Linked DNA regions of Mus musculus: regions 1, 2, 3, 4 and 6 are each linked to region 5. Evidence: chromatin contacts called from public Hi-C and promoter capture Hi-C data. All regions are on one chromosome and are shown on one strand. The core of a region is the stretch at or near the end of the contact, and the rest is flanking DNA. Distances in the headings are between cores, read along the strand shown.

The links. Promoter capture Hi-C pulls out the DNA fragments that hold promoters and counts their contacts. Hi-C and Micro-C count contacts between places; a contact is called where the count stands out from the background.
Region 1: a promoter capture Hi-C map of liver shows a contact between it and region 5, with 6 times the contacts expected there. The contact joins the promoter of Zdhhc17 here to the promoter of Mettl25 in region 5. A contact is called at or near these places in 2 of 39 promoter capture datasets (liver and pre-B cells).
Region 2: a promoter capture Hi-C map of pre-B cells shows a contact between it and region 5. The contact joins the promoter of Tmem19 here to the promoter of Mettl25 in region 5. A contact is called at or near these places in 1 of 39 promoter capture datasets (pre-B cells) and 1 of 484 Hi-C or Micro-C datasets (CD4 T cells).
Region 3: a promoter capture Hi-C map of pre-B cells shows a contact between it and region 5. The contact joins the promoter of Tbc1d15 here to the promoter of Mettl25 in region 5. A contact is called at or near these places in 2 of 39 promoter capture datasets (liver and pre-B cells) and 1 of 484 Hi-C or Micro-C datasets (CD4 T cells).
Region 4: a Hi-C map of uterus shows a contact between it and region 5, with 9 times the contacts expected there. The contact joins the promoter of Tmtc3 here to the promoter of Mettl25 in region 5. A contact is called at or near these places in 3 of 39 promoter capture datasets (liver and pre-B cells) and 3 of 484 Hi-C or Micro-C datasets (liver and uterus).
Region 6: a contact with region 5 is called in a promoter capture Hi-C map of pre-B cells. The contact joins the promoter of 4930430F08Rik here to the promoter of Mettl25 in region 5. A contact is called at or near these places in 2 of 39 promoter capture datasets (liver and pre-B cells) and 2 of 484 Hi-C or Micro-C datasets (CD4 T cells and muscle stem cells).

Annotation. Positions count from the first base shown.
Region 1 is chr10:111,008,741-111,011,440 of GRCm38.p6, reverse strand. Zdhhc17 (zinc finger, DHHC domain containing 17) reads left to right here and starts at 1,375. Exons shown (of 17, transcript NM_172554.2): 1 at 1,375-1,503. The coding sequence starts at 1,411.
Region 2 is chr10:115,360,819-115,363,518 of GRCm38.p6, reverse strand. It overlaps Tmem19 (transmembrane protein 19), which reads left to right and starts at 1,252. Exons shown (of 7, transcript NM_133683.4): 1 at 1,252-1,467; 2 at 1,560-1,710. The coding sequence starts at 1,581.
Region 3 is chr10:115,250,215-115,252,914 of GRCm38.p6, reverse strand. It overlaps Tbc1d15 (TBC1 domain family, member 15), which reads left to right and starts at 1,422. Exons shown (of 17, transcript NM_025706.3): 1 at 1,422-1,533. The coding sequence starts at 1,504.
Region 4 is chr10:100,486,090-100,488,789 of GRCm38.p6, reverse strand. Tmtc3 (transmembrane and tetratricopeptide repeat containing 3) reads left to right here and starts at 1,443. Exons shown (of 14, transcript NM_001110013.1): 1 at 1,443-1,628. Cep290 (centrosomal protein 290) reads right to left here and starts at 1,208. Exons shown (of 54, transcript NM_146009.3): 1 at 1,038-1,208; 2 at 382-511; 3 at 151-228. The coding sequence starts at 483.
Region 5 is chr10:105,839,934-105,842,633 of GRCm38.p6, reverse strand. It overlaps Mettl25 (methyltransferase like 25), which reads left to right and starts at 1,254. Exons shown (of 12, transcript NM_207522.2): 1 at 1,254-1,558. The coding sequence starts at 1,315. It overlaps Ccdc59 (coiled-coil domain containing 59), which reads right to left and starts at 1,155. Exons shown (of 4, transcript NM_025602.3): 1 at 979-1,155; 2 at 1-92. The coding sequence starts at 1,132.
Region 6 is chr10:100,587,927-100,590,626 of GRCm38.p6, reverse strand. It overlaps 4930430F08Rik (RIKEN cDNA 4930430F08 gene), which reads left to right and starts at 1,368. Exons shown (of 7, transcript NM_175128.2): 1 at 1,368-1,600. The coding sequence starts at 1,511. It also overlaps a transcript of 1700017N19Rik not described here.

The DNA.
Region 1 (2,700 bases), core at 126-2,625, 5.2 Mb before region 5:
AGAAAAAAAAAAAAAGAAGAAAAGAAAATCGGTCCGTGCCGGAAGGAAAAGCCCTGCTGAGAGGATACACACAGAGACAGGCAGCGCCAAAGAGACCGCTTCTTTCCCCCCACCAGAAGCAGCTATAAAATAGCATATTCATCCTTTTTCTGAGTGATTACTGCCCGTTTACCGACGAATACTAGGTCTACTTTGCCGTTTTCATTTGTTACTGGGAGAGCACAGTATTGAACGGACCTAGCCTCGTGATCTCGTCCAATGCCTTGTTACTCCTGGTTTTTCCTCACCTCCTCAGAATCGATTATGTCCAATCCAGAACCGATCTCAGCTCTCCCCAGACCCTCCTCAGATTCTTTTGGCGGGAATATAAACCTTACAAAGGGGTTTCCTCTTCCATGCCCCATCCTTTTTTCCTCTGACGTGCCTTCCTCCCGATCTACCAGTAAATCTGGCTTTGTCCGACTGCAGGTTTTTTCCCCTCTGGTGATCTTTGGCTGATTTGGCTTTGACAGGGGACTGGTTAGTATCAGAATCTCTAATCAGATCGCTCTTTGCTAAATGTTCCCTGGCGCTGTAGAGATTTACAATCCCTAGTAGCCCAAACCAGAAACAAATCCTTTCTGCAATTGTTCCATCAGCCCCCTCCCAACCCCAATATCCTCTTAAAGCCGGCTTTAATCATTTTTATCTGGGTCACACTCTAGAGCTTTCATTTTAAAAAGGTTTCACTTTTGAATCCCCGGGTCCCTATTAAAATGCAGCAGATGGGAAAGTGTGGGGCTTTGACCTTGTCAAAAGCAAGGATTTTAAAAAAAAATGCCCTAGCTCAATCGCAAAGAGGGCATCACACAACAAAAGCTTTTTCAAGGAAGCCAATTTTTTTTTTTTTTTTTTTTGTCCTTGCTTCTCCCGGTGTCCCCGAGGCACAGGTGCGGAGGCGAGGAGAACGCATCCTTGCTCTCCCAGGGTCACACCCTAAGCCCTTCCAGCCCTTGGAAGGCTCGGGACCCTGCCCTGCGCGGCTCTGGATCTCCGTCTTGTGTCGCGCGCGGCCTTTCCCGGGTGGCCGGAGCCGAGGAGCAGCAGCAGCAGCAGCAGCAGCATCGGCCTCCGACCGGGACCCGCCCCCGGGCCGCGGCGCCCACGCCCAACGCGGTCCGCTGCCCCGGCGCAGTGCAGCAGAGAGCACACTCCAGCCCCGGGCCGGGTCGGGCCGGGCCGGCGCACGCGCATCGGGACCCGCGCCCTCCGCGGCGGGAGGGGCTGAGGGGGCGTCCCGGGGGCTCGGAGGGAAGAGGAGGTGGCGGCGGTGGCGGTGGCGCCGCGTCGCCCTCATCCGGGCTCGCGCTCGCCCTCGCGCTCGCCCTCCGCCTTGCCGAGCCCCGCGAGGCTGAAACGCTTTCTCCCAGCATGCAGCGGGAGGAGGGATTTAACACCAAGATGGCGGACGGCCCGGATGAGTACGAGACCGAAACGGGCTGCGTGCCCCTTCTCCACCCGGAGGTGAGGGACGGCGCCGAGCGCCTTCCCGGGACCCTGCGGTCCCGCGGCCTCGCTCCCTCAGCCTCGCCCGGGGCGGCGGCCGAGGCGTCCGGCGCGGTGACCTGTGGCGGGACCCCGGGGGAGGCTGAAGAAAGCGAGTCCAGGCCCGAGCGCGGCGGCGAGCGAGCGGATAACGGGGGAGGAGATAGCGGGGCGGGCCCGGCCGGGGCGGGCTCTGGGACGCCGTCCCTGGCGGTGCCTGGAGGACAGAGGTGGGGATGGCGATGGTCCTGTGGTGTCGCCGCGCTGCCTGCGGGTGCAGGGGCGACGGGGGCCTGCTGACACTTTGGAACCTCGGCCGGAGCCCCTGGTCTCGCTCCAAGCCTCCCCAGGCAGGGGAGGCAGCCGATCTGCTGTTTGGTTTTAACTCTCTCCTCGTCCCCTCTTTCTCGGTGGCGGATGACACGACCCTTCCCATCAGTTCACTCGTTCCCCGGGGATCGTAGTTTTCCTGGGCAAAGTGATGTCCTTCCAGATTATGCCATAGCAACCAGCTCGCCGCTGGGGACAGCGAATTTCGGGGTGTGTTTGCCCTTAGGCTATTAAAAAGAAAAGAAAAGAAAACAACAAAAAAACAAAAAGAGAGAGGGTCTGAACTTTGGCGAATAAACGCACGCACCCATTAGCTTGTCACAAAGTAGCGCTGTTTGGGGACTGTCAGGGAGGGTAGACAGCGCAACACGTTTCCCACCGTTTTTTCTTTTGTATCTCCTGGACGGGAACAGTTTTCTCTGCCGGAGCCGTCAGGTTCTGCCCGTTGTTTACCTCCCAGTTTGTAGCTGAGTTTGTGTTTAGTAAAGGCCTGGAAGCAATTCTTTGTGTATCCAGGTTTGTTGATTATTATTATTATTATTATTATTATTATTATTATTATCATCGGTGCACGGTGAGATGCGGGGAGGGCAGGAAAGTGTAGCGCAGCTTCCTGCAGAACTCAGGTCGTGTTTTGAGGTTGAGAATGGTGTCCAGATCCGTGGTGTTCGAATAAACGTGGTTACTTTGCATTCGATTGATTTTATTTCTTCCTGGCTTTTGTGTCTTGTTTTTTTTTTTTTAATTGTAAATACAAAGGACCACTTTCGTATTAATACCCTATTATCTCTTAACTTGATCATACACACACACACACACACACACACACACACACACACACATACA
Region 2 (2,700 bases), core at 3-2,502, 9.5 Mb before region 5:
AGGAGCCAGGTGTGAAAGTGATGTCTAATTGAGGGCCAGACAAAGTAACAAAGATCGAAAGATTTGACAGAATGAGTCAGAGACAGAATGCATCTTACAAGGACAGCACAGGAAAGAGAAGCTATTTTAAGAGCCCCAGTGCAGGGAGAGACAGCTAGTCAGAGGTGGGAGGCAGTGCCAGGAGTGCGGTGCAGTTGCAGTTGAGTTCGGGTTGTGGTTTTTGTTTGTTTCAAGTCTATGAAGTTCATTGCAGGTGAGCAGAGTCAACTAAAGCCAGAGAACAAGAAGGAGCCAGGTGATTAGAACAAAATGCCAGAGTTGTTTGAGGCTAGGCAGAACAATTCAATGGGAACTTGAGAGAAGCCAGATTGAATCAGGCAGCTTGGTGAGGAGTTTGAGCCAGAACAGCTAGGTTGAACCAGACAGCCAGAGTTCTAGAAAGAACTATAAAGGGTGAGCTTATTCAACAGTGAGCCCTACAAGAGGACAATACATCAGACGAATAAGTTACTTTTACAGATAGAGTGGATGGGGACAGACACTTCCACAATGTGTGTTAGAACAGTAATTATACAAAAGCTCAACCGTGGGAACTATATTTATGTTTACATACCGCAGTACCAGTTGAGTCTGGCCCAGGTTAAGAGCCAAGCCATTGTTTTAAGCTACTTTCTAAGTAATTTCGCTTCTAACGATAAACTCCTACGTCGTCCACACCCTATCGCCTGGTATGAATGCTTCATAAGTTACAACCCATTACTGGCTCTAAATTCACTCGCAGTTCATTATTCCATCAATGGCAGGTTTTAGTGACCCACACCACCCTTACTGGTGACATTTTTTTTTTCAAGTCTAGGCTGTCCACAAATCCCAAGACCTAATTTGTCCTAACGTCTATTTTGGAGGTGCTTTAGAAACAGCACTCCGACCCGCAAAGAGACACTAAGCAAACTCAAGCCGGGTTTCCGCCTCGACGAGTCACGTGAGCGGAGCAGGGCTGCTGCGCATGCGTACACGGAGGGAGTCGCGGAGAGACCAGAGCGACTCCCGGGGCAGCGGGGTGGGGACGTAAAGGCGCTCGCCCGCGCTGTTCCCAGCCTTGGTTCGCTTGCCCGGGCAGCGTACGGCAGAGGTGGAGCTGGGGCAGACTTGGAGCAGGGGCCCAGGGGGCGGAGCGCGCCGTGCGGGGGCGGAGCTCGGGGGGGGGGTCCGAGGGCGGGGAGGGGCGGGGCTCCGCGGTGCTGGCCGCTCATTGGCCACCGGTCGTTTGTGCTCCTTCCGGGTCCCTCTAGGTGGGAGCTGCCGGCCTCCCTGCTGGCCTGGCGGGTCCTCTGTGCATCCTCCCTGCACCTTCTTTTTCCAAGGGCGGCGTTAACCTCCCCGGGTCGAGCCGGAGCGCTGCGCCTGCAGCAGTGACTAGACGTTTTGGATTTACGATTCTATTTTGTCGTTCGGTTGGTGGAAGATGTTGGTATTTCTCTATGCCTCTAAAGGAGTATTGTTGCAAGAAACTTGAATGACTTGGTTCATCTGAAATGCTATCTATTCCCCCCCCTCAGGTGCTCGTAGCTCTATTTTCCATGACAGATAGTGACGACACTACGTGCAAAAGGTATATAAAGATGATTACCAATATAGTAATACTGAGCCTGATCATTTGCATTTCCCTAGCGTTCTGGATTATGTCAATGACTGCTAGCACCTATTATGGTAAGTAAAAGTGTTTTAAGTTTTGCTAGAAGTTAATGGGTGGAATTTTAAACTACGACTTCAAAATCCAAAAAATATGTAAATGGTTAAGAACAGTTATGTTCACTGCCGAAACCTGAATCTGGTTTGCTACGGTGATAAGATAAACAATGTCTAGAGAACTTTACAGCCTTCCATGATGTTTCTTGTGCTGATATTTAATGATACCTATCACAAAACGCATGTCTCAAATAATTACTTCTGTTTACCTTAGTTGGGGGGGGGGGAGACATAAAAGGTAGTTTTGTGAAACAATTTGGGGGATGCTTATCTTTTTAAGATTTGCCATGGTGTAGCGGTTTCATAATCCCGTGAGAATAACAAAGGAGGTACAGTCTTTTCATTTGCAAGTTGAAGAATTTGTCACTTCACACAAATAGATAGGTCTCGTGCAGACACTGTCCTCTTGCTCGTCCGGTTTGATCATCACCGTACCCTGCAGCCACTTGGTCTTTCCATTGGCTTCTTGGTACATCTTTGCTCTCATGAAGCCAAATCTTGCTGTCTTAGCTCCTACTACTGCTCCTGCTACTGAATTCTTCCTGATCCCTGTCTCAGCCTCCAGAGTATTGGGATTACAACCTCCAACCATCGTATATGACTTTACAGGACACTTCAACATAAGACAAGACTTTACGGACTTTTCTCCCTTAGTATATATTAATTGTACAAGCTGATGGATTTCATTTTGGCATTAATATATTCGGATTATATACCTTGGTCCTGTGATGGTTCTAAAGGATTATTTTGGATTTGGCTCTTAGAGTGGGGGGGGGGGTTAAATCCAGGGTTTTGCATATACTGTGCACCCATGCATGTGTTCAGAGGCTGCTCCATATCCAACTCTTGTTTGTTGCCTGTTTGGGTTGTTTTGTTTTAAGACAAGGCCCCAGCTTGTAGCCCTGGGTGATCTCAAATTCAAATCCTCTGGTCTCAGGCTCCTATGTTCTG
Region 3 (2,700 bases), core at 173-2,672, 9.4 Mb before region 5:
TTCAGGACTGTTAGCATGTTTGGCCCATGTTATATTATGTTAGATATTTAAGACATTAGTTCTTTAAAATTTACAAAAAGTTGTAGAGTAACTGCTATTACTTAGCATTATATTCTGACACTGCTAAGTTTTGACAATATAGTGAGGTTTCTCCTTTAACCACATTACTCCATCCTTCTGAGATAGCAGAAGAATCTAGTTTTGATTATTCAGACTCCGGTTACTACCCACAATCAGTTGGCTTGGGGAAGTCTGGTCTACTGATAAGCCCCTGTGCTCTCTCGCTGTCAACTCACTGCGCTCTTGCTTCCTTAATGGCTGGCAGATGCGTTGCTTTACCGAGCAGTGAGAACTTGGGCACTGGGATCTAGGGCTTGCTTGGAATCTCTGATATTTGGTGGTCAGAGTCCCTCCTGGGGCTAAGCATGCATTCTCCTGTAAGACTTAGGCACCTCCCTCCCCGATTAGATTCCTGATACTCACAGAACCTGCAGATCACGTTTTTCTGCTGTTACCTCAGGCAGCCTGAAAAGGCTCTAACTCAGCGGGCAGGCACGACTCTTGTGTGGGTGAAACGACACTTTTACAGGGGTCTCTTAAGGCTATAGGAAAATACAGATACTTTACGGTTCATAATAGCAGTAATGTTACAGTTATGAAGTAGTAACAAAAACAACTTTTTGGTTGGGGTGGGGTCCGCACCAAAACATGAGAAACTGTATTAAAGGGTCGCAGCATTAGGTAGGTGGAGAACTATTGCTAACTGCTCTAAGATGTCAATTTTATTGTGTACCGGAGCTAAGTCTCAGGGTGCTGCGCTGAGAAGGAATTAGATTTTGAACTTAATAGTTTACCGATCTGTTTCCAAACATGGGGGAGATCCGTATGGCCATACATGATCCTTTACATGCAGATGCTTGGGTGAATTTTAGGAATTGAAATCATAACCACTAAGCTGTGGAGGCACCCTGAACTCTGGAGCGATAAAGGGCCTTGTAGTAACTACAGTTCCTATAAAAATACCATGCTCAAGGTCATGCGTGAGTGACAGCAACAATACTCATGTTCAGAATCCTCTAATATCAAGGGGAAAAGTCTCTGCGTGTATTAGCTCCAGGGCTGATGTTCAAGGCGATTCCAATTTTACCGTGACTTATTTAAAGCAAGAAAGCTGTGGCATCGTGTTCTGGGTCTAAACAAGGTGCTCCTTCCATCACACCCAAGAGACTCGCCAGCCGTTCCCCAAGTTAAAAGTGCCACGCCCGAGCAAACTTCAAAAGCCGTAGACTTCTATTTAAAATGTGGGGGAAGCACGCGCACGCGCAGTACGGCACGACGGCTCCACCCTCTTAGCATCCTCACCACGCATGCGCCTAACTGCTGTTCCCGCTCCTCCCCGCCCCTTTCCCGCCCGGATGTTATTTTAGCCCGACCGGATGTTGTTGTGAGTCCGAGAGCCACGTGAGGTTGTGCTACGTCATCACCAGGCACGCGCGGGGGAACATGGCGGCGGCGGGTGTTGTGAGCGGGAAGGTGAGTAACGGCACCGGCTGGTGCGGGTGCTCCTGACCGGTGGCCTGCGGCTGGCGGGCGGGCGGGCGGCCGCCGAGGGGCAGGCGAGCCAGGTCGGCTTCAGAGGAGACCGGCGTGTGACAGCGAAGGGGCTCCGCGGGGTGCGAGCTGCCCCTCCGGGGTGCTGGCTGGGTGAGCGCGGGGTTAGACGGTTCCTGCTCCCAGGCGGTGCAGGCCTGGGCGTTTGTCCCCGGCTCTGCCCCGCAGCGCGGATCCTTTCGGGGACCCCTGAATCCGTTCCTTCCCCCTGTGACTCTGGTTCTTTACGTCTGCCCTTCCGACCGTAAAACCTTCTCTTGTAAAAAGCCTTTGGCCACCCTGGCTTGCTTGGCTCTCTGTCGTCTTTGGGGGAAGGCGTCGAGTCACCATGCAGAGGAGCTGACCAGGAGCTCTGCAACTCTGTCCTCAGAGCTTGGGGTCCTGTTCGAAAAATTACCCAGATGGTTAATGGTTGCGGGCGTTAGGTTGGGAACTGGCGATTGACACCGCGCTGGGCTCATCTAGAAAAGCCTTTATGAAAACGTTTGTTTCCTAGATGTCTTCGGGGGCGTTTCTGTGTGTGGGTGTCTGCCCTGCTGTTTTACAGGAGGCTCTGTCAGTGACACCCTCACAGTGGGCTAGGAACCACCATTAGGTACGGAGATTAGATTAGATTAGCAGTTTATATGCAGAGAGACAGCTTGTGCGAATATAGGGTTATCTGCTTCATGCGATGCACCTGACTGCGTTTCCCAGTGGCGAGTTATTTCGCAAACGTCAGTGACCGGCTGGTAATGACTCAGAGCACTAAGACCTGTTTACTTGTTGCAGATAGCTTCCGCTGTTCCTTCAGTTCCACGTAGTATGTTTCGCTGCTTTTCTCCTCGTTTTGAACTTGACAGCGTTTGTGCAGATTTAGATTGTGGAATAACAAATACCGGCCTTATCTTCGGTGCAGATCTGAATTGTGACCTTGGGAAATTGGATAATTGAGGCTTCTCTGTTCTTCGTCTTTATCTGCAGAACGGAAGGGATGCCGGGCATCCTGTATTGGAGTGCTTAGGGGTAGACGCAACAGAAGCGCTTATACGTTACGTAGTCTTGCTCTTTCGAAAAATTGGTTGGGCATCCTTTTAGGGTATACTTATA
Region 4 (2,700 bases), core at 194-2,693, 5.4 Mb after region 5:
TTATTTATGAAGAATCTAGAATCCTCTTATCATTTCATGTATAGCTTATAGGGGAGAGATTTTGTATTTTATTTGACCATATGATTCTTTATGACTCTTTATGTTTCTCCTAAAAAATATTTCTTTTCCTACACACTCTTTCCTACAAACCTTCATTAGAGACTGGGTAATTCTGAATAGATGTATCATGTTTTCTTGGTCTTCATTTTTTAGTTCATTTACTTCCACCTAAGGAAACAAACACACAAAAAATGGACTATTTCATACCCTGCACATTAAATACAAGCACTCTTCCAGTTATAGCATTCAATGATTTCAAGAAGCAATTTCAATTCATGACATTGTACATCAGGCTCTGTGTACAAATCATTTATTAAGTACCTTGGATAAAGATATCAATAATTTATCTGCTAACTCTTCTTGCCGTGGCAGGTCATCTGGATCAACTTTGATTAATTCTTTCCACTTTATATTAGGTGGCATCTTGAATTCTTTCACTGTCTCTCAGCCTCTACAAAGAAGCAGGTGGATTTTAGCATTTTCAAGGAAAATGGCCTTGCAGTGTTTACATGATCATGAGCGGTCTTACTTAACTCTCTAGGTGCTGGCTAAGAGCTATGGCTCCTGAACTGCAAAACAGATGCAGAGGCAAACAGCCTCGACGAAAATTAGTTCCCCTGACACAGGCTATACGATAATGTACACGCTAAATTATTATTTTCTTGCTAAGACGAATTCGGAGCTAAAACCCCGAGGCCCCTTTTCCAAGTCCCCTACCATCAATGATGGTACCAACTCCCAAGATGTTTGGAAGTTTTTGAAAACCTTCTGAGGAAAGGGGACCAGAGGATTTTTAAAGTAGATAAAAAGACTGAGCTAAATGAAGTGTTTGCGGAATCAAGCTCAATCAGGGAGGCCGAGACGACACTGCAGACAAGAGCGACAGAGGTCTGGATAGGTAGGGCTGCACCCTGTCCCTCGGGATTACGATCCTGTGAACGACACTAAGCGGCTCCGGCTCACGAGGATCCACCCACCGAAACCAAGACCTGCCACCAGCAGCAGTCACTCATCTACAGCGACCACCTCCGGGTTCGGCCACCGCCCCGGCCTCACGCTTCCCAGAGCGGTCCTCGCGCACTCAGGCTGCTCCCGCCAACTCTTCCCGACCGAGCCGAAGCGGCGCCGGCTGCTAGGCGACACCACTCCCCGCCCCCCAGCCTGCCAAGACCGGAACTAGGCCCCGGGATACCTGGGAAGACTACATTTCACGACCCTGGAAAAAGCTTTACGGCTCTATTTCCCCTCCAAGCCCTCCTTACTGTGGATGAGGGAGAGCCGTGAGATGAGGACTCTACGTCCCAGAGTGCAGTTCGGCGTCGCGGCTGTGCATCCTGGGATTGGAAGTTTTTGGGAAGAGCGGCGCGTTCCCGGCGTGCAATGCGGGAGTCTGCGGCCGCCCTGGAAGAGCTGGGGGAAGGCTCGGGAGGCGGGAGGAGCGGCTGCTAAGGTGCGGCCGCCCCGGAGTCCGAGCGTGGCAGGCTATGACTGTGTTTTCTGCGGAGTCCTTCTCCGGTCCACCATCCCAGAAGCTTTCCTGAACCGTCTCCTGGCGGAGCCGCCCTCAGGTGAGGTCGGGGCGTGTCAACCCACAGCCAGGAGTAGCTCAGGGAACCTTTGCGTTTTTAGGGAAGCGCTAGCTTGGGGCTGCCGAAGGGCTGGCGGATCTTGCAGAGGTTTGGGAAAGAGTCCTCCGGCTACTCAGGTAGGTGCGAGGGGCTCCCAGTTAGTGGCTTCCCTAAGAGGGGAGTCAATAAAAGTTTCCAGCCTCCTTGGTGTCTGGGAAAGTGGAGCGCCCCCACCCCCACCGCACCCCCTGAGTTCACGCTCTGGTTGAGTGAAGAAGGAGCGTCAAGATGGGGCAGCCTCCTGCAGCAGCTTGCGGATTGTAGTGCTTATTAGGTTAATAAGAGTGGAGTGAAGGCCAAGGAAAGAGGAGCCTTAGTGCGCCCAAGGCTCTTAAGCCGGGCTGGAGGGAGGGAGGAGGGCCATGCCAAGCGATGGCATTTTGCTGTCATTTGCTGGGTACCAAGGGAGTTCTTGGGGGAAAGTGCCTTCTCCTTCTCAGATGTTAATCTTCTTACTCAGGGAACTGTTGCCAAATGCACAGCTATTCTACACCAGCAGGTAACTTTAGGAGCTGTAAGCATCTATTTGAAAGAGTGCGTCTCGTATATATGTATGAATGTATGTATGTATGTATACGTGGATAGATATATAAGGTACTTATACATATCATACATAATAGATATTAAGTAATTAAAAGAAAAATGTAGACAGTTACATTTTTCTTTTGAAAAGATTTCTGCGGTTGAGAAAAACAAATAGCACAAAAAAATGGTATTTGAAACAAATTTTAAAGACGTTCTTCAGATTTGTAGGCCTGATTGCAGTGTTTGCTTTATTTCTAAATACTGTTTAGTTTTGGAATTATTCTTTGTGGAGATACAGCAGTATTATCCGCATTGTCCATCTAAGAGATTGAAGCTCGGAGAGGTTAAACGCTGTTTTCTTATTTAATGTGATGAACACAATCATTCATTCTACAAGCTAATGTTTGTGAAATGCGTGATATAGTTGCACTTCCCAGTTTCTCTTTTAAACGTTAATACTAAGCTTTACTTGTGTTTTGCACATTTA
Region 5 (2,700 bases), core at 5-2,504:
CTCCTGTGACGCTGGTGCCTCCTTCACCTTCCACAGCAATTTCTTGTAATTTTGCTGGATCTTCAGTTTTCTCCGAAATGCAAAACCTTGTCCTAACATTGAAGGATTTCAGTTACAATTACTTTAACAGAAAATGAAAACTAAATATTTTTTTCTTTTACTTTATATTCAAATGAGAGAATTACTTGGCTTTGCTTTAAAGATAAGGTTAGGCAACCATTTAATGGTACACTGAAGAGCAAGGTGGCCCTTTACCTAAATATAAGGGTAACAGCGAGTTGTCAGACATCACATTAAAAACTCTAAGTACAGTAAACTAAACTTTACTGCTCACCTTGAATTTAGACTCATATCCACAAATTACATTTTATTTAATCCACATACAATCTCACTTGGGTCTTCAGTAAACACTTAATAAATAAAGTAGAGTAGTCTAGTATTTTTCCCTTGGAGGATCTTACTAATCACTTATTTTCCAAAACACAACACAAAACAAAAGGGGGAGGTACTGTACAACTTTCTGAACACCTGTCGATTATTCTTAGATCGAACAAAAACCACTTAAGCATCTGACATGCAACGAGAGGCCTTCAAAGACAAGACATCGAATCGAATCTAAGGAAGGCAGCAGTATGAGACTGGAGGGCTACTGTGGTGTCTTTTGGTTATCAAAGCTTTGGGGCAGAGTATTTTAATGTAATATTGTATCTATATTACATACTTGCTGTAGTAGAGATGCAAGTATGTCTGGGTGCTTCTTAGCCAAGCGCACCTCTAGACGCCCCGTGTCTTCGCTTAGACCTGAGATCTGCGTTAAATCACTGAAGCTGACCGCACCGTCCGGTTCTCAGTCAAAGGACTGAGAAGCTCTCGGACTTGGCGAGCTTAGGAACGGCTTCCCCGATCTCAAGCCGGATCCCATCCTACTCCCTCGACTTCGGCGGGCCCGAGCGCTCCTCCACGGCTGTCCCTCCTTACCCTTGCGCACGCTCCCCCGGAAGGCTTGCTGGGGGTTCGGCCGCCAAGTCCTGCGCTTCCCATTCTGGTTTCCGAATCTGACCTGAGAGATCCCTTCCCCACGCGCCGCAAACCCTCCGGTCCGCCACTTGGAAGACGGCCGCGAAGGCGCCATCTTTTTCCACGGTGGGAGTTCCTGGAACGCCAGTGGACGCCGACCTAACACGTCACGAGGCGGAAGCAATCAATCGCCCAACCCGGCGCGTGCTCGGAGCTCGACTGCCTCAGCCTGAGCCGCTTCCGGCGGGGAAGAGAGGGGTCGCGCGGCCATGTTGGCGCCACCTGCAGCCCCGGAGGATGAGCGTCATGGCGGCGGCCTGCCCTCTGCCCAGGACCCCGGACCTGCCCACGCTGCACGACAAGTTACAGGGCTTGCTGAGCTTCCTCAGGGGCGCCCTGGCCATTTCCAGCGCGCACACGGTGGACTTCTACACCAAGTCGGTCTGGCAGGAGCTGGTCGACCTGCCCCCTGAGAGCGTGCTGGCGGCGCTGAGGGAGTCGGCGGTGGAGGCCGAGCCGCGCGAGGCAGAGACGGGATCAGGTGACTGGCGGGGCGGGCGGGGCGGGCGGGGCGGGGGCTGTCAGCGCGCCCCCTGGTGGAACTCGGCGGAAGTGGCAGGGACTTGAAGGATGCTGTTACCTAGGAGATGAATTGGAGGGAGCTGAATAGCGAGGATGGATGGAGACGGGCGGGGTCCCCTCTGGGTTCTAATCTGGGTGTTGGTCAAGTTCCACAACTTAAAGTAGTCAACCCGGGGAAGAGGCGTTCCTTCATTTATTGATTCAACAATTTAGTTTTGAAAACATCTAAAGGCTGTGTGATGATCAATACAAAGTAGAAGTGGACTTGGGGGACCAATAAGAGCCAGTTCCTACTCGGCACAAGGTATCGTGGATTAGGATGGTGATAGTGAAAGCTTTGAGTGCTCGCTAGTTAATTTGAAAACACACCTTTAATTCCCAGCACTTGGGAGGCGGAAGCGGAGGCAGGCAGATTTCTGAGTTCGAGGCCTGCCTGGTCTACACAGAGAAACCCAGTCTCGGGGAAAAAAAGAAGAAGAAGAAGAAGAAAACTGTATTTTCAATATCAGTTATGCACCCTGGTGTTTTCTAGGCTCTGGAGTTTGATACCCGCAAGAAACTTAGATTCTACCAACTTAGATTCTATTCTGGAAATAGAGGAACAGGAACAGTAGCAGCTACTGGAATTGCTTGTGCTTTGCTTCCAGGTGTTCCAGATGTTGTCAGCATTAGTGAACTTACTTAATCACTGAAGCAGCCTGTAAATGCAAAGTGCCCCGGGGGCGGAGGTAGGGGCCATGGAGGGGGGGGGGTTATAATGGTAGAACTTAAGACACATTGGTTCTTGGGCAATAGTTCCTGGTTGTTGGAAAGTTAGACACCCTTTCAGTTTGCTCCCATAGTATTCTGCGTTGATAACCTGGTACATAAACTTGTAGAAAGCAGGAACCGTATTTGCCTTAACCAGGATTCCAACGTGTGGGAAACTATTTGGCATACATTAAGTACTCTATAAAATATTTGTTGAAAAAAAGTGACTCTTGTTGGCTTTCAAAAAGAAAAAAAAAACGAAGAAAATACAAGAAAACAAAACTTTTAAGTGCAGAGCAAACCTTTGTTTAACTTTGTCTCTTCCTGATGGGCTATTACCTTATATATACT
Region 6 (2,700 bases), core at 119-2,618, 5.3 Mb after region 5:
CTGCTGTGGACTCTTCTGTTCCTGTTGGAAACCTTTCTCCAGGCATTTAAGAAGCCAAAATATAGCTGTTGGTCCTTCCAGAGAGAGACTTAGAGCAAGTGGAATGTTTTTGGAAGATTATCTTTTCTAAGAAATGGCAGAATGTTGGATCTAGAATATTCTGTGGCAGTTTGGGAAATGACAGTTGAGAGCTTTCAAAGGTCATTTAATTGTCTGAAACCTACAAGATGGGCTGTTGCTTAGGATTCCTCTAGAGCCTCAAAGAAGGTACCAACACTTGACTTTAAAAGGCTAAAACGTTTCTAGTTTCAATACAACCCAGCCAGAAACTTGTAACTTGTAGGTCCTCTCTCCCTACACCAACCCCTTTGTTTTGTGTAAAATTGTGTGTGTTTAGGTATATTTCCCTCCCTCCCTCCCTCCCTCCCTCCCTCCCTCCCTCCTTCCCTCCCGAGTCAGTAAACACAAAACTGTAAACTTGTTTTTAAGAACATTTTATTCTTTGAGAGTCCCCTGACATATACATGCTTTCAAGTGAGACAAGGTTATTTGATTTTTTTTTTCAAGAACTAAGTAAGTAAAACGCTAGGCAGTAGGATACCTGCTGATTAAACATTTATAAAAATATTAATTGGAATTATAAAACAATTGTGGAAACATAAATTGGCTTCTTCAATTACCTAAGATAGTAAGGGCAAAAATCTCCCTGTGATTTCAGGTTTTAATGAGATAGGTCTACTACTAGAATATATTTTTTATTCAAGCATCAATTTTATTATTTCCTTGTAATGTCCTTTTAGACAGTAAGTCAAATGAAGCTGTTTCAAGTCTTTTGTTGGATTCCCAAGAAAAACTCGACAGAGATTTTTGTTATTTCTATGTTTTTGAACTTGTTTAATTTTTACTCTCATTGGAAAGGTTATCAAAAAACAAACTGTACACTGCGTGGTGATTAATTCAAACAAATTCAGTTTTGTTCATTGTAAGGTTTGTTTGTTTGAATGTTTTTCCTGGGAAGTCAGTTTTTCTGTCAGAACATTAGGGAATGTCTGAAAGTATTTTCTAAACTTCTCTGGGTTTCCAATCCCTTACATTTGATAGAAAATAAGCAGGTAAGAGAGTTTCATTAGAAACATGCTAAAATGCATCCTAAAGTGATTTATTACTTATAACTTAACATTAATTCCCGAAAACATCATCGATACTAAGTAGTGGCCAAGTATACAACATCGGGTAACGGTTCTTTTATTTTTATTTTTAATTGGACATCAAAACACAGGGGAATCACGCATGTGGAGGCGCATGCTCTGTAGCCTCGCGGTCGCACTACAATTCCCAGAATGCACCGCGACTAGGCGGTCGCTTCCGGTAGTGAGTCCCCGCCTCTCTCCGGAGTGGACCTTGGTGGTGCAGTTAGGATCTTCTGGCTGGTGTTTGGATTCTAGCTCATTTCTGCAGACTTCCTCCGCCCGGGGCCCAGCGCAGTGGAGACAGGTTGCGCGTGGGCAACATGAAGCGCCTGGGCTCGGTGCAGCGGAAGATGCCGTGTGTGTTTGTGACGGAGGTGAAAGCTGAGCCTTCAGCCAAGCGGGAGCATCAGGTACCCGGCGGCGAGTGCTGCTGGGCGGCTCCTCCAGTGCTGCGCTGCTGCCCCGGAGCCCAGCACGTTTTACCCGGGAGGTCTGGGTGAAGTTCCCATTTCCCCTGACCTCCAGCTTCTTGTATCTTCTTAGTTGCAAGGAGTGTGGGAGAGTCCTTTGTAAATTGTATCCTCCCCGATCAGGTGATTCAAACGTGTTCTGGCAGATTTGAAAACCTACTTGGTCATCTTCCCTTAACAGCACTGGAATAATGAGATATCATGGTAGTCTAACATGGAACTACTGTCAAAAGTCTGATGAGAAGGCATTGTTTACCTGTTGTGTGCTAGGCACCTATGGCATTGCTGACAGCTAGCCTAACTAGGTCACGCAAATCAGACCTCGTGTAATTTCTTGCTTAATTTGAGTTCTCATCCGAAGGTGTACTAGTCGTATTGCTACGTGTTTTACACATAGTGAGCCTTTAGTGAAAGTAAGAGAATGAATATATAGATAGCTTATATCAGTATGGTTCTTTGATATGTAGCAGTTCTTAACTTCTCACTCAGGATCTGCATGTGCATCTGAAGTGACTTTTCAACATTACCGCTGAACCTTTGGCCCTCTGGTCTTTTTATTTTTTTATTTTTTGTAATTAGCGTACAAAGAGGTTTCCTCGTGTCATTTTCTTAATAATTTAGGTTGTCCCCTCTCCCCTTCAACAAACTTCACAAGCTCCCTGTAATCTCCAAATCTCCAGCTCGCTCCCCCACCCCCCACTCCCGCTACCATTTTGGTGCTCTATCACTCTCCCATCACCTTTAGAGCCTGACTCTTAACACAGATGAACAGATAAACTCTGGGCTGGGGCAATATGGGAGACTCCATTAGAGGGGGGCTTCTTCTCTGACCTTGTTGGGGAATTCTAAGCCCTCACATAGCCTGCAGCCTCAATTAGCACACAGGACCATTCTCTTTCTAATGGAAAGAACAGCACTTGAGATTCCTTAAAAGCTTCTTCCCTAATGAGGCATTTTGGTAACCTAAACCCTCAGCCAATGAATGACCTTTCTGCCCATCCCACCCTCAGACACTCAAAACATAAGCCTTGAATCACCCA